Regions from separate parts of the Mus musculus genome. Here region 2 is linked to region 1. A link is a contact called in public Hi-C data. All regions are on one chromosome and are shown on one strand. Each heading gives the region's core, a stretch centred on a gene start, on an enhancer-like site or on the middle of the called end of the contact. The rest is flanking DNA. Distances are from core to core; before and after follow the strand shown. Region 1 has its middle 38 kb from the start of Gm30310. Region 2 has its middle 3.9 kb from the start of Gm30444.

Region 1 (2,847 bases), core at 318-2,817:
AACTTCACAAACAAAGCCTCCTGCTCATTTTTAGTTGGATCTAAGCTGACTCAAGGTACTTATGAAAATGGACCACTCTTTTTTATTTCTCACAAATAAGACTTGTAGAAAGAGTTAACAGCACAACAGAGCAATAGAAACCACCCCATAAACACATCAGACATACATCACTTAGAGATGAGGCGTCTTTAGGCTAGCTGTGTGGCTTTCTGGGGTGGTGGCTTTTAAGCTGGCCTTCAGGAAAAGTAAAAGTGAAGGAGGTGATTTACAGTTTTAAAAACACCCCTCTCTGGTGAGAACAGCTTAAGTAGCCAGGTGATGTTGAGGCAGGAGGATTACCATGAATTCCTGGTTAGCTTGGGCTGCAAGTCAAGACCCTGTTTCTGGATGGGTGTGGTGGCCCATGCCTGGAGTTCCAGCATTGGAGAGGTGGAGACTGGAGGACCAGGAGTTCACGATCATTCCCCACCAAATGGTGAACTGAGGACAGACAGCCTGGGCTACAGGAAGTCCCGCTGAGAGGGATGAGACAGGCTGGGCCACAGGTTATCTCAGTTGATTGTCCACAGTCAACTGCAGACTGAAGTCCTGTTCTAGGCTCCCCCTCTCACTCCTGCACTTGATAGAGACAGAATAAGACTGAGTTCACCCACCCTGGAACGCCCTAATGTGCTTTAAACTGGGCCTGTAAGCTCACTTTGGGGTCTCTCTGTCTTGGTAATGGGAGACCGGAACATGCTGGCCTTTTGCAGAATAAAACACGCTTTGTGTTTACATACTATCTGAGTCTGGGGTGTCATTCTTTGGTGAATCATGGACCTTACACTGTCTCAGAAAAACAAACGAAGGAACAAACACCTGAGTGAGGTATGCAGGACCAGCGGCTAAGAGTTCCATACTCAGTTCAAGTATAAGGAGCTCTTTGGAGAGCTGTCATCAGATTTGTAAGGACTCTGCATAGCTACATGGGGAGAATGGAGACTCCCATTTGGGGTTCATGACATATGCTTGGGTGACCATGTCCTATAAGGTGACCAGAGCCTGGGGGAGGAGTCTTGGTCTCACTCCCAGACTCACAGCTCTATGGGAACAGAAGCCCTTGCCACCACAGAAAATCCAAGGCTGTGGCTGAGAGCCCAGCATGGCACCTGGAATGCACCCCCTCCCCCAGCAGTGAGGTCACCTGTGCCTTCCACCACGAACACACCTGCCCTTGGCAGCCCTCCTCGCCAAGTCTATTTTTGCTCTGTTTGGCAGCTCTGTGGAAATTAAGAGGCTATTTGCAGTGACTAATGTTGATAATTCTGATCGGGCAATTTAAAATTCATCCTTTGCCATATCAGAGACACGCTAGGGGACAGAATTAAGGCATCATCGGCAGTGATTTCTATGACTGTTGCTGGAAAACAAAACCCAAACCCCAAAGACACTAAAAATCGGTCTTCATTCAAGCTGCTGCTCATTAAACTGCCTCCTTTAAAATATTCTGTCTTGATCTACACAATAGCGCTCATGTGTTCCCGGCTTATTAGCCAAGTGGAGGAACCTTGACAAGCTGGCTTCAGGCTCCTGGGAGCTACAAGCCTTCTGAAATTGGGAGATGCAGCTTAGCACCTCTGCAGCCCTGACTCCTCCACAGCTTCCACAACCACCCACTGACCCTGCCTTCCAGCCAACTCTAAAAAAGATTCAAGCTTCCCAGCCTTGCTCAAACCTGTGCTCATATGTGTGTGTCGTACAGACCTGTCTGTCTGTCTGTCTGTCTGTCTGTCTGTCTGTCATTCACCTATCCAAGTCACAGTCTCCTGTAGCCTAGGCCAGCTTCGGATTCACTATGGAGTCAAGGTTGACTTTGAACTCCTGATTCTCCTGCCTCCACCTCTGGAGTGCTGGTATTACACTGTGTGTTCAATCATGCTAGGCTTTCCATGGTCTCCTTTGAAATATTTTAATAAAAATAATTTACTCTAAAGATAACTCAGTTTTAGAATTGAGCAGCTCTGTTTGGACAGGGTGCTTTGCATCGCCGCCATGAGTAGGAAGCAACATGGGGAGGATGAAACAAGCACCAGCTACAGAAGAAGTTGTGCTTTAGAAATGCTGCTTATCTTCCTTGTTCTGTTCCTCGGGTTTTCTTTCTAAAACGGACATAAAATGGGTGTGCAGTTAAATGCAGGTTTGCAAAGCTTTGGAATGATACATGTTTTAACGTATTAATTTACATTTGCTTTTAGTAATATTTTTGTTTATTGTTCTTTGAAAATTTTATACTTGTATGCAGTGTATTTTGATTGTATCTACTTACCACTTCCTCCCTCAGGCTCCCTCCTGGGAACCCCCCAACCTGTCTCCCTTCCAACTTCATGTGCTTCTTTAAAATTATTATTGCTAACAAGCCGCTGAGTTTAATTTGTGCTAACTGTAGGTGCATATCTGTGGGGTCATGCACTGAGCTGTGTGCAGCCTTACTAGTGGCCACATTCCCAGGAAAGATGGCCCTCACTCCTTCAGCAGCCATCAACTGCCAAGAGCTCCACTGACTGGGGGCTGGGGAGCTCAGTGGTGCCACCTCACCACCCAGGATGGAATTTTGACTTGCTTGATCTTGTGCAGGCAACTCCAGCTATTGTGAGTTCATGTGTGGGACAGCCTCGTCATCATGTGCAGAGGAGAGCACTTCATCGCACCTTTCCGCATCCTCTGGTTCTTACATTCTTGTTTCTTTCCATTCTTCTGCAAAGCTCCCCGAGTCCAGGATGAGGGAAGCTGATATAGATGATGACCTACCTGTAGATGACCTAACTGTAGATGACCTGCCTATAGATGGCCTGTCTGTAGATGACCTGT
Region 2 (2,797 bases), core at 154-2,653, 74 kb after region 1:
GAATCCTAAAGTCTTGCCTCTGTCTCCCTTCCCAGCCATTAGCTGCTGGAAACTTTATTTACCAATCAAAGCCAACTGGGGGCAGGGACCCTCAGAATTTCACACGAAGATGTGCAGGTTCCTGGGTAATTTTGAGAGTTGAATTAACATAAGGAGCATTAGAACTAATCAATCCACAACACTGATCCATTTTTCAGCTCCTGAGGACAGTTTCTTGAAGTCAGCATTTTTTTTTTAAATCACCCCTGCTCCACCATATTAATGTAGGTTTAATACATGTCTGTAATGCCAGCACTTGGGAGGTAAAGGCAGGAGGGTCAGAAGTTCAAGGTCATTCTGAGCTACAGATTGAGTTTGAGACCAATCTAGGCTACATGAGACTTTATCTCAAAGATCCCTGAAACCAGGCCACCCAGGCAACACCTCCTACCCCACAGGTGGGACTGGAGAGATGGCTTCAGCGGTTAAGAGTGCTTCCTGCTTTTGCAGGGAGCCTGGGTTTGGTTCCCAGCATCTACAGAGTGCATTGCAATCATCCCTAACTTCAGTTCTAGGTGATCCCACGTCCTCTTCTGGCTTCCATGGGCACCAGACATGAACACAGCACAATACATACACTCATATACTACATATATAAATGCTCACACCACGCACATAAAACTCCACTAGATGAATGTGCAGCAGACACTGTATTAAACATAGCTTGATGAGCATACATCCATAAAACCATCTACCATTGGCAATACCATCAACACATCAGTCGCCTCTAAAGGTGTCCTCCTGCCTCATTACAATGAGTATTATTTCACAGAAAGAACACTTAACCTCTTAATACATTTTAAAACTCTGACTCTGAGGCCGAGAACTCCAGGTACAGAGTGGTAGTTACTCCTCGGTGTAACTGAGACCTGCTTCCAGCAGGGGCACCTTTTGTTTCTTTGCATCTTCTCCCCGCATTTACAGAAGATCCTGAGGGAGAACATTGGTTTTTGTGAAGCCTGAGACCTATGCAGTTTTGAGATCCTTTAAGTTAATCCAACTAAACAGCAGACTTTGGAAGTGTGGGTCTTAGAAGCTCAAGCTTCATTAGCTTCAGGAAAAAGCCACCTTTGGGTTCATTGCATGCCTACTGAGTGAATGCAGGAGTCAAAGGTGGGTTTTAAATGTCTGACTTTGCTCGTTTTATTTTTGGTCTATCAGGAACACGAGGAGAGCGACAGGGGTAAGACAAGCTGATCTACCCTATTGTGATTTTGCACATAATTAGGACTTAAAAATTCTCAAGTTTAAGCCTGCTTCTACCTTAGGTTTGCAGCTAATGGGGATAAGAATAATCGGGTATTGTGGTATGTCAGCAGCATTAGACAGCGGCTGTGTGGGCTTTCTGCTTTCTGTTCTCCACACTTGGAGCCAGTAGAACATTTCCTTCCTTTCAGAGATTCATCCCCTGGCTCCTCTATCTTTCTGACTCAGGCAGACAGATCCAGGTTTCGGGGGAGGGTGTAAGGTCTGTCCACCCCCAGATCTGGGCATCTAACAGAGCTTCTCCTTCCTACTCACTGTGCTGTGCGAATCTCCATGATGAACATTTGATAAATGTACCTCTACCCGTCTGCCCCTCATCCATTGAGGGAGGCCGCCATTATCTCCATATTAGGGATGGAATATGGAGTCATAGATGTGTTGTTAGGTGGGGGCTGCTCCAGTCACCCACACCCCAGTCCCTCTGTGGCTCAGGCTTGAGATTGGGCTTTGCTCCTAAGACCTCTCTCACTGATCAGTCAAGACTGCTCTGTGGGTAGAGGGTGATTTCCTTGGCCAAAAGCCAACTAATTATAGATGTGACTCCCACCCACAAATGCCTTCTGGTAACACTGAGACAAATGTCTAACTGCAAGATGCATGGAAGAACAATCATGCCAACATGTAAAATTAGAGAAGAATGCTCAGTGAGGCTGTCCCTGTAGACCTGTGTCAGCATCTGCTAGATTGGGCAGGACCATCGTCATCTTTGAGCTCCTCTTCTCTCAGTGGGAATGATAGGTCAGGTGTGTGCTGAGGAGCCAGAGAAAAAGGCCCAGGAGTGTGTAAAGGCCATTTTCATGGCTCGTGCGAAGACTCGGTATCAAGGTTCTTGTTGTACAGGACAGACAACATGAGTGCCACCCTGGCACCATGGGGGAAAGAGGGACCAATTTCTCCAGGTTGTTCTCTCACTTCCACACATGTGCCTTGACACATGTGCACTCCCCATCCCCACACATCACAACATCACACACACACACACACACACACACACACACACACACACACACACACACAGACACACACACAGACACACACACACACACACAATGCTAATTAGTAAAATAAAAAATTAGAAAAAAAGAGATAATTTCCAGTCAAGGTCTCCTCACTGGGATGAGATAGAAGATCCTGGAAGTTAAATACTAAACTCCCAAGTCATCTCATGGAGGAGAATGTGACATCAGAGCTGAAGGTGGCTTCTGGCACATACCAGAGAGCTATTTATGTGACTTTCAGTTTTTCAGAGAAGCCCATTTCAGCAAGAGGAGGGAGAAAGCTTAGTGCTCCAAGGGGCTACTTTAACACTTGAGCAGTTGGTCACTTCTGGTCCTACAGAAATGCTCCTTTCATTACTTTTTTCTGTGGATCAAGTCCAGAGCCTCAAGGATGCTAAGCAGTGACCTACGGCTGAGCCACAGCCCCGTTTTTGAGATGCTGACTTTCTTGCTTTGGATACACAGGGTGGAAGGAGCGAAGAAGCAGGAGGAAT

What was found. A called contact is a pair of places that touch in the nucleus more often than the background predicts.
Region 2: a contact with region 1 is called in a Hi-C map of cerebral cortex, with 3 times the contacts expected there. The contact joins two enhancer-like sites. A contact is called at or near these places in 7 of 39 promoter capture datasets (the 3T3-L1 cell line, cranial neural crest, embryonic stem cells and 3 more), 7 of 484 Hi-C or Micro-C datasets (cerebral cortex, embryonic fibroblasts, embryonic stem cells and 2 more) and 2 of 115 datasets of contacts at active chromatin or transcription factors (embryonic stem cells and neural progenitor cells).

What each region holds. Positions count from the first base shown.
Region 1 is chr16:8,917,739-8,920,585 of GRCm38.p6, forward strand. No RefSeq gene overlaps it. Among named protein-coding and RNA genes, the nearest start is that of Gm30310, 38 kb to the left of the region's middle. Within about 2 kb of position 1,568, at least 8 of the 459 cell types and tissues checked have an H3K27ac peak or open chromatin away from gene starts, as enhancers often do. A contact at or near this core is called in cerebral cortex, where this site is marked.
Region 2 is chr16:8,992,203-8,994,999 of GRCm38.p6, forward strand. No RefSeq gene overlaps it. Among named protein-coding and RNA genes, the nearest start is that of Gm30444, 3.9 kb to the right of the region's middle. Within about 2 kb of position 1,404, at least 13 of the 459 cell types and tissues checked have an H3K27ac peak or open chromatin away from gene starts, as enhancers often do. A contact at or near this core is called in cerebral cortex, where this site is marked.